3 separate regions of the Mus musculus genome follow, and regions 2 and 3 are each linked to region 1. Evidence: chromatin contacts called from public Hi-C and HiChIP or PLAC-seq data. All regions are on one chromosome and are shown on one strand. The core of a region is the stretch at or near the end of the contact, and the rest is flanking DNA. Distances in the headings are between cores, read along the strand shown.

Region 1 (2,767 bases), core at 31-2,530:
TGCATGGCAATGACATGCCTTTGGTGGAGACAGAGTGCTGTATCAGAGAGCAAATGGTTGGCTTTTCCAGGAAGCCTCCTGCACCTGAAACTCTCCATTCATGGTCTTCTAAAAACACAAAGCATATGGACAATTTATGCTGAGGGGGAGAAATTGAAGCTTTTCTCATTTCTGTTGGTATTTTCCGTTATGTTTTTTAAAAAATTACAGCTTTGGCTGCCTTTAGAATTTTATCGTCTCTAAACTATTTGTGATGTCTGTACCCAATTCTCCTTTTAAATCTCTCCTTTGAGGGGAGATGTGCACAGCACACCTTATTAATCAGGAAGCCCGTGGGATGTCCTCTCTTTCAAGTACTTTGAAAATCGCTTACGTCTCTTCTGCCATTTCTGGCAACTCTTTATCAAAGGAAAGAACATAATTCCCTATGTCAACTTTGTGATCTAGATCACAGTGCCTGCTCTAAACTGGGTTTATCAAAGACGGCTATACTATCTGTTGGAACGCACATTGGGAAAACTGTGGGGGGAAGTCAGGGAGCCCCCAGCGCAGGAGTAGATGAGGTAGGAGAGCCATTCTATAATTAGATCCATTCACGGGGGCTCCCCACATCTTACAGCGATTTTTCTCTTTGCCACAGGAATGCTTTAAGTCTCTTCTCTTCTTCCCTTCACACCTAAGCATTTGTTTATGAATCAAAAAATACTTGACATGGAGATGGGGGATGGGGATGCAAACCGAAGGAACCGTAGCCATATTGAGATTAATCAAAATGAAGATAAGCCATCTTTGAAGTTACAGTAAGCCATCCGGGAACTAAGATTCACTGCTGAAACCTTCAGCTCTGTTCATTTGCACCTTGCCTTGTGCCGAACAAATCAGGAAGTGAAACCCAGTAATGACCTACATTTATCAGTAGCCCGCTGGAAAAGAAGGTCCTGAGCTATAGTTCTCCAGTTCCACCCCTCCCCATCCCACCCACACACACCCAGCAGGACGCACACATGCGCAGAGGCAAATTTTTCCACACTATATTCCAGACAGCCTTACCGCTGTTGCTGTGCAGTGAAAGCCACTGATGAATGGTTTGCTTAGGAGCAAAACTGTGAGTTTCTCGGGCTGCTAGGAGAGCCAGTTTTTACCCAAAACAGCTGCGAAACCAGACTGACTTTCCACCTCCCTTGTTGAATACAGGAACTCTTGGCACAATCACAGTGCAAGTAGCACAGGCTCTACCGGGTTACCATTATAGAAACAGACTTGGCCAGCAGGAAGTATTTACATCCTGCACGAAACCCTGATGTTTGACATGAAACCGGAGCTGCTCGCTATGGGTTCAGAGAACAAAAGTCCCCATCTTTGAACTTGCCTCCTAGCCCAAACAAACAAATATTCTTCTTTCCTCTCCATCAAATACCTCAACCCCAACTACTTGCTTCACTGAACTTCTTCATACTGTGCAAATACAGGAAATAAACAAGCTCTGTGCTCTTTCGCCCGGAATGAAACGCACACCCCCGCCACCAAGGATACCACCCAGCTTGGGCTGAGCCTCGCAACGCCTCAGACATCTCCTAAATATGGCGATTATAATTTAATGGAAACAAGCTGGGCTTCCTTCCACAAAAGCAAGGCAAGTTCTGCTGCAGCTAACTGCATGTGAATTTGAGAGCCCTAACTGACATCGAGGCATTTACCAGATCCTGCATAATAAAGAGTAACCGGGCAAAGGAGGGAAATGAGAGAAGGTAGAGTTTCGAGGCTGAGCAAATGGGACCCCAAGATCCAGGAGAAAGAACTACCAACCTCTGACCTTGGCAAGGTTATGATACAAGAAAATAATTTGAAGCCAATGTCCAACCTGTAACTGAAAAAAAATCCAGGGAGGTTTACCAAGTGAACAATTCACTCGAATTAGACTGTATCAGTTTACATCTTTGCTGCGGTAATATAACCATGCACTTAGGAAATGGGTGTGTGTACATGGACAGACAGGAGCTCCGGTATCCAGAAGGAAACTATGTCGTTATTTGCTTCTCAATTTTACTTGGATTTCATAAGCATATGTGGGCAAGGGATACTTGGAAAGAGGTCAAGGGTCATATGCTGGGGGCACAGAAAAGTGATTTTAATGTTGATGGTTTTGATTGTTTTGTGTGTGCCCCATCTCTCTGAGGTTCCCTTCCTTCACCTGCAACAAGGGACCCTCTTAAGACCTGAGGATGTTGCAGTAAGAAATGAGAACCTGGTAGTGGTTCCCAATAACCCTAATGCTGAGACCTTTAATACAGTTCCCCGTGATGTGGTGCCCTCCAATGATAAGATTATTTTCATTGCCACTTCATAATTCTGCTACTGTGATAAGTCATCGTGTAAATATTTTGAAGATAGAAGTTTGCCAAAAGAGTCTCGACCCACAGGTTGAGAACTACTGCTTTAGATACATCTCTAGGGTTGAATGTAAGGGAAGGAAATGGCTTCTTACTTAAAATAGACATATTCATCCGTTTTGCTTTCTTAACTCAAATGATCATTTAAAAAGGTAATGATAATTCATATTGCCATTCATAATGTTTTTCCATTGTTGCTATAACAACTGGCCACAAACTATAGTTTGAAACCACACAAACCATGCTAAGTTTCACTAGGACCGAAGTTTGATCTTAATCTCACAGTCTTAAGTCAAAACATAAGAAACCTGAATCACTTCCTGGAGTATCTGTAGGCTAATCCATTCGTTCCCTTTTCTGCATCCATAGGTCACCCA
Region 2 (2,700 bases), core at 11-2,510, 83 kb before region 1:
TTCATGTATGCATAATTATCTATTAATGTCCTTTTATATTTTCATTATTTTTATTGTACAAATGAAAATGTTCTTTCTTCGTATCATATAGAATTGACACAGTGACATGAAAATGATGTAATTGGCTCATAAAACCTGGACCTGCCTACGATGTAAACTGAGGCCACTTTAGGGAAGCCAGAGGAAGATATCTTGCTGTGAAATGTGGTCTCCTGTCTGGGGATAAGTAGAAGATGCTGTAGAAGCAGAAGGTTCTGGCATTGTCTGGAAATGGTTCCTTCAGCCATATCAAGTGTGTGTATAAAACAGACCCCAGAAAAGCAGAGCTGCTAAAGAACTGTGTGTAAGCCAAGTGTCTCAATAATCTCCAGTGCCTGAGCTTCCTTCCTGTTGAGCTCGGTGACTGTACTCACTTAGGGACACCATCGCCGCCACCAAGAGAAAGGTCATGAAGCAGGGTTTCTATTAGCGCTGACATTTAACAAGGAGCGATTGATCTGAAAGCAGGCTTGATACTTAGATATAGTCTACCAGTGTTTTCCTAAAATTCCTTTAAAATGAGACTTAAGTCCACATGCTCTTTTTCTTGCCTCTGTGAATACTTTTTTTTTTTTTAAACTAGATCAAAAACTCCCAAAAGCTAGGTCAAGTACAATGCAGGATAATTCATGTCTTCAGTCCCTGTAAAAGGCAGAGAATCTGAGTATCTCCTAGTGAAAGGAGTAATCATAGTTCTTAATGGTATGAAGACACTAGTGACTGATCCCTAGCTATCCTGAGGCCTCATTGCTAACACATGAGCTCAGATGAAATCTAAAATTGCTATTACAGGCCCATTGCTGTGTATCATAATCATTTGAGATTAAAAAAATGCCATAGTTTTGAGTCTTTGGAAACTGCTGCACTTAAGTTCTAAACTGTTGCTTTTTAAAAAGGCTAATTTGGGGTTGGGTACATTGGTGTCTCTGTCTTATAAAACAGCAAGCTAAAAAAGAAAAAAAAGGAAAAAGAAAGAAAGAAGGAAAGAAAGAAAGAAAGTAGAAAAAGAAAAAAAAAACGAATGAAAAATGTCAGCAGAGACATTTTTTCTAGTCGATGTCAGCACAAAAGGGTGACTCAGTTGTTTCATCTCCCAACAGCTGCATGCTTTCATTGACATTTGGTGACCTTTCTTTGTGCACCCAGCCTAACCTCTTAGGTTATTTCCTGGCCTCCCTTCTGTGACCTATGACCGAGGCTGACCTTTAGCTGGAGAATGTGACATTTTGTTCTCCTCTAGCTGACATGTGATGCTCTCATTATTCAAAGGTATGTGAAAATAACGACCCAGAGTGACCTGTGAGTTTCCTTTCATTTATTGGTTGTTTTGGGTGCTTGTTCAGCATGTAGTGGCCTTGGTTGAAAGGGGGTGAGGCTGAGAAATGGAGGGGGAGAGGGTAGCCAATGTCTCTTTAAAAAAAAAAAAAAGTTCACAATTCTATCTGCTTTCCTGCCAGACGGGCCATTCGAATGTGCAAGAACACGTTAGTATTTCCTGTTTCTGGATTTAGGAACAGGGTTGGCCTTCAAACAACAGGTCTTCTTGGGGGAAACAAGCACTTCAATGCAGTGGGGAAAGCTATTTGTTTATTTATCTCCTTCCAACGAATGGTACCCCTACCTCCCTGCAGAGAATTTTTATGCATGAGTTTCCTGTAGATCCAGAAGGGATAATATACACACAAAGATAATGTCAAAACGAGTACTCAAGACACTTGTCATTTACATGCTAAATGTGTGACCCAGATGGAAACTGAAAGTGTCTTCTCTCTATAGAAAAGATTTTTGTTTTCATCATATATTCTAATAAATTTGATTATTCCTATGACAATTAGTTTAAGACCACATGTATATTGGTATGTAAGTGTACTCAACAGGTACAAAATATGGAAAAATAAAATTAAATCAAGGCACTGGTGAAATAACTGTCATAAATTACTTATGTATTTTAGAATCGACATGGAAGGTATTTACCTATAAGAATTAAATACTGAAAATAATATTTATCTCAAAATATCCCATGAAGTAATTTATGATTTCTGATATTACTTCATTTTTCAACAAGGTAAAGCATATTTCCACTTTAACAAACTTGTAGATCAGGAACCCAGTTCCTTTTATGAGGCATGTATCTGTTTCTGTTTTGCTCACAGTCAGTTCTCACTTCTCATATAAACATCCCTGGAACAGTTCCAACCAGTGCAGAAGATGGAGGACAGAAGTTTGGATTGCTTGACCAAAATGTAAACGTTGTTGTCTAGTCTGAGATTTCATCACTTTACAAAGCAAGATGCTGAGGTCACAGTGGAGTTACCAGTGGGCCTCTTAAGTACAGCATCAACTATGTCAGTTTCAGCAAGAACACTAGGCCCTCTTGGTGCAGGTTCATATAAAGTTCCTCCTTCTTTTTTTTTTTTTATTTATTACATATTTTCCTCAATTACATTTCCAATGCTATCCCAAAAGTCCCCCATACCCCTCCCACTTCCCTACCCACCCACTCCCCCTTTTTGGCCCTGGCGTTCCCCTGTACTGGGGCATATAAAGTTTGTGTGTCCAATGGGCCTCTCTTTCCAGTGATGGCCGACTAGGCCACCTTTTGATACATATGTAGCTAGAGTCAAGAGCTCCGGGGTACTGGTTAGTTCATATTGTTGTTCC
Region 3 (2,723 bases), core at 199-2,698, 100 kb after region 1:
ACTTGTCCTCATCTTGTTATCGTTGACAAAGAACAGGGATAAGCACGATATAACTATAACAGAACATGAAGTAAGTTTGATACTAACAAGATTGGGAATTGTACCTTGGTTGGTCTGTGGGCATAGAGCGCAGACTACAGAAGACTTAGTTATAAGTAGAAGAGTCAGCCTTTTTTTCCCAGCAGTCGTTTAAATCCACCCCCTGTAAGATGCTCATAAAGGACAGCTCAGAAATGTATGTACACCTCTGAGAGAGACCCAACTACAACATGGCTTAGAAATATTGACTACATCTATAGCAAGCCAGAGTGTAATTGACAGCTGTCGTGGAACCATAGGAAGGCAAGCCAAGGAATGGAAATGCTGAGACAAATGAAGCAAGCCATAAAATACACACACACACACACACACACACACACACACACACACACACACACAAGTCTAGGGAATTATTATGTCATTACTGCCAGGTTGGTGAACAAATATACCCTCATACTCTGTAGCCCAGGTTGACCTGAGGTTCACTGTGTAGCCCAGGCTGCCCTTGATTGTGTAGCCCAAGCTGCCCTCCAGCTTTAGCATCTCAAATGCTGAATTAGAGAATGCTCCCTCACTGTGCTAGCCCTCTTTACTATTTGTCAAGTTTGAGTTGGGTACCTGGTGCTGATGGCAAAAGCATCCTGACAGGCACAGGGAGCAACGCCTGTGTCTCTTTCTCATGTATTCTGTTTCTGTTGTATCCATGTAAATAGAAAACTGTTTCCTGTACCATTCCAGAGAAAGCATTGAAATTGCAAATGGGTATAGTGGATTGCTCATGCCTCTAATCCTAGCATTTGGGAGGTAGAGGCAGAAGGAAAAGGTGTTTAAGGTAGTTCTTGGCTCCACAGCACATTCAAAGCAACCCTGGGTTACATGAGGTATGATCTCAAAAACAAGAAAAATCCTTAAATGTTCATAAGAGAGAGAACATACAGAGGCAGTAATTAACAATACTGGCATAGGGTAACAGATAGAATATCACTGAAGCACAAGAGGATCCCTCACACCTATAGAGGATCACCCGACCTTACCAGGAAGAATACCATCTATTCAGGTAAACCCAGAGCAGAATAATGGCTTGTAAGAACAATACAAAGACTTAAAGAGACACCTGTCCGGATGTAGGGGAGGAACTGGAGTCAACGTGTCAGGGAGGAGATGAAGATCATTGCAGATCAGCAGAAGTTGGATGGCTGTCCTCTGTCACTCAGTGATAATGATCATCACCAACAGGATAAATGTGGCATTCTCACTAAAGAACTTGCTTTTTCATTGAAAGCAAATATGATTCACCAGGAAGGAAAAAAAAACAGAAAGAAAAATGAAACAACAGGTGCTGAATACAACTCAAGACATTAAATTTCCATGAGTCACTGAAGCCAGATGGTGTGCATTTGAGAATTAGGCAGAAACTTAAGATCAAAGCACTTTGGGTACTAACAGCATAGGCGACTTACCACCGGCATTAGGGAGCTGCCAACTGTGCTATCTGACACTGTTAGACACAGGACAGATTGTTTAAGCAATTCAATTAATTCAAGCAAATCGAATAAATACACAAAACAGCACCAGGTGTAAACCACTGTTCCACACACAGGACACTCAAAAGTGTGTAAGACAAGGCCATGCCCTCCATGAGCTACGGTTGAGATGACTGGCATATTGTCAGCCCCAAGCAAACACACAAGCCAAGCAAAAGCAATGGCTTCATGAAAACAGCATTATTTCAACAATTCCTATAAATGCATGAATTTCTCTCTGTCTCTGTCTCTGTGTGTGTGTGTGTGTGTGTTCCTCTCTATCATAAGCAATTTGGTTAAGATTATATAGTAATGGTAGCCCTTCTAAATGGGGAACTTGGAGTGATATTTGATGTTTTGTGATTTGTGTAATGGGGAAGGATGAGGTTTGACTATCGAGTTTCCAGTAATTATTTCCAGATTGACAGTGTGAAGTCCATTCCATCCTTGTAAGAAGACAACAGAAGGGGTGGCTGTCAGCTCTGCCATGACTATGCCAGCTTTGTACATCTTCTTCCAACAATAGGGTGTCTCTGATCCTGCCTTTCAACACCAGAAAGCCAAGGGTTGGACATTGGAGATTCTGCCAAAGGTGCTGCAGAGGTAGTACACATCTCATGCCCATACATGCTGTTGGAAACAGCAAGAGCATCAATGGAATCCACCTCAGGATGTTCATCTACCAAGTCCATCTACCAAGTCTCAAGGGCATGCAGTGATGCGCAGCTCCAAATGAGTGTGGGAAATGTGGATTCGAGAAGCTTGATCAAGGTGGGCTATGAGTGGAATGATGGCTGAGAGATGAAGATGCGCTGGCTATATTTACATGGACGCTTTAGGAGTTAAGATGTAGGCAGGTGAACCCTCTGTCCTCATGATGGGGTCTATACTGTTACTATGCTGTCAAGTTCACTATCATAGTAAGAGCAGCTCTGCTTTAAAAGCAAGGTGTCCTTGGCTAGTATGCCTAGTCTCACTGTGTGACACTCTCCATGAAATCTGGAAGTAGGAAGCCAGTATGGAACTCTGGGCTTCTCCATCACAGAGCTTTAGGGGACCCTGCCTTTTTTTTCTCTATCATTTACCTATGCTGTGGTGTGGAAAATTGATTTGCCACATTCTCTAACCTTTAAACTCATCTTCCTAATCTATTAGGAGCTA

The links. Hi-C and Micro-C count contacts between places; a contact is called where the count stands out from the background. HiChIP or PLAC-seq counts read pairs in DNA pulled down with a chosen protein or histone mark.
Region 2: a contact with region 1 is called in a Hi-C map of Th2 cells, with 2.1 times the contacts expected there. The contact joins two enhancer-like sites. A contact is called at or near these places in 1 of 15 datasets of contacts at CTCF or cohesin (CD8 T cells), 15 of 484 Hi-C or Micro-C datasets (CD4 T cells, CD8 T cells, Th1 cells and 7 more), 2 of 115 datasets of contacts at active chromatin or transcription factors (CD8 T cells and thymic regulatory T cells) and 1 of 9 other capture datasets (embryonic stem cells).
Region 3: a BATF HiChIP or PLAC-seq map of CD8 T cells shows a contact between it and region 1, with 16 read pairs. The contact joins two enhancer-like sites. A contact is called at or near these places in 1 of 15 datasets of contacts at CTCF or cohesin (CD8 T cells), 6 of 484 Hi-C or Micro-C datasets (DN3 thymocytes, the G1E-ER4 cell line, Th1 cells and 3 more) and 1 of 115 datasets of contacts at active chromatin or transcription factors (CD8 T cells).

Annotation. Positions count from the first base shown.
Region 1 is chr16:76,678,929-76,681,695 of GRCm38.p6, reverse strand. No RefSeq gene overlaps it. Among named protein-coding and RNA genes, the nearest start is that of Gm30790, 99 kb to the left of the region's middle. Within about 2 kb of position 1,280, at least 120 of the 459 cell types and tissues checked have an H3K27ac peak or open chromatin away from gene starts, as enhancers often do. A contact at or near this core is called in CD8 T cells, Th1 cells, Th17 cells and 5 more, where this site is marked.
Region 2 is chr16:76,761,616-76,764,315 of GRCm38.p6, reverse strand. All of the region lies in intron 1 of Gm30790 (predicted gene, 30790), which reads left to right. Among named protein-coding and RNA genes, the nearest start is that of Gm30790, 16 kb to the left of the region's middle. Within about 2 kb of position 1,260, at least 41 of the 459 cell types and tissues checked have an H3K27ac peak or open chromatin away from gene starts, as enhancers often do. A contact at or near this core is called in CD8 T cells, Th1 cells, Th17 cells and 5 more, where this site is marked.
Region 3 is chr16:76,574,191-76,576,913 of GRCm38.p6, reverse strand. No RefSeq gene overlaps it. Among named protein-coding and RNA genes, the nearest start is that of Gm30726, 27 kb to the right of the region's middle. Within about 2 kb of position 1,448, at least 19 of the 459 cell types and tissues checked have an H3K27ac peak or open chromatin away from gene starts, as enhancers often do. A contact at or near this core is called in CD8 T cells, where this site is marked.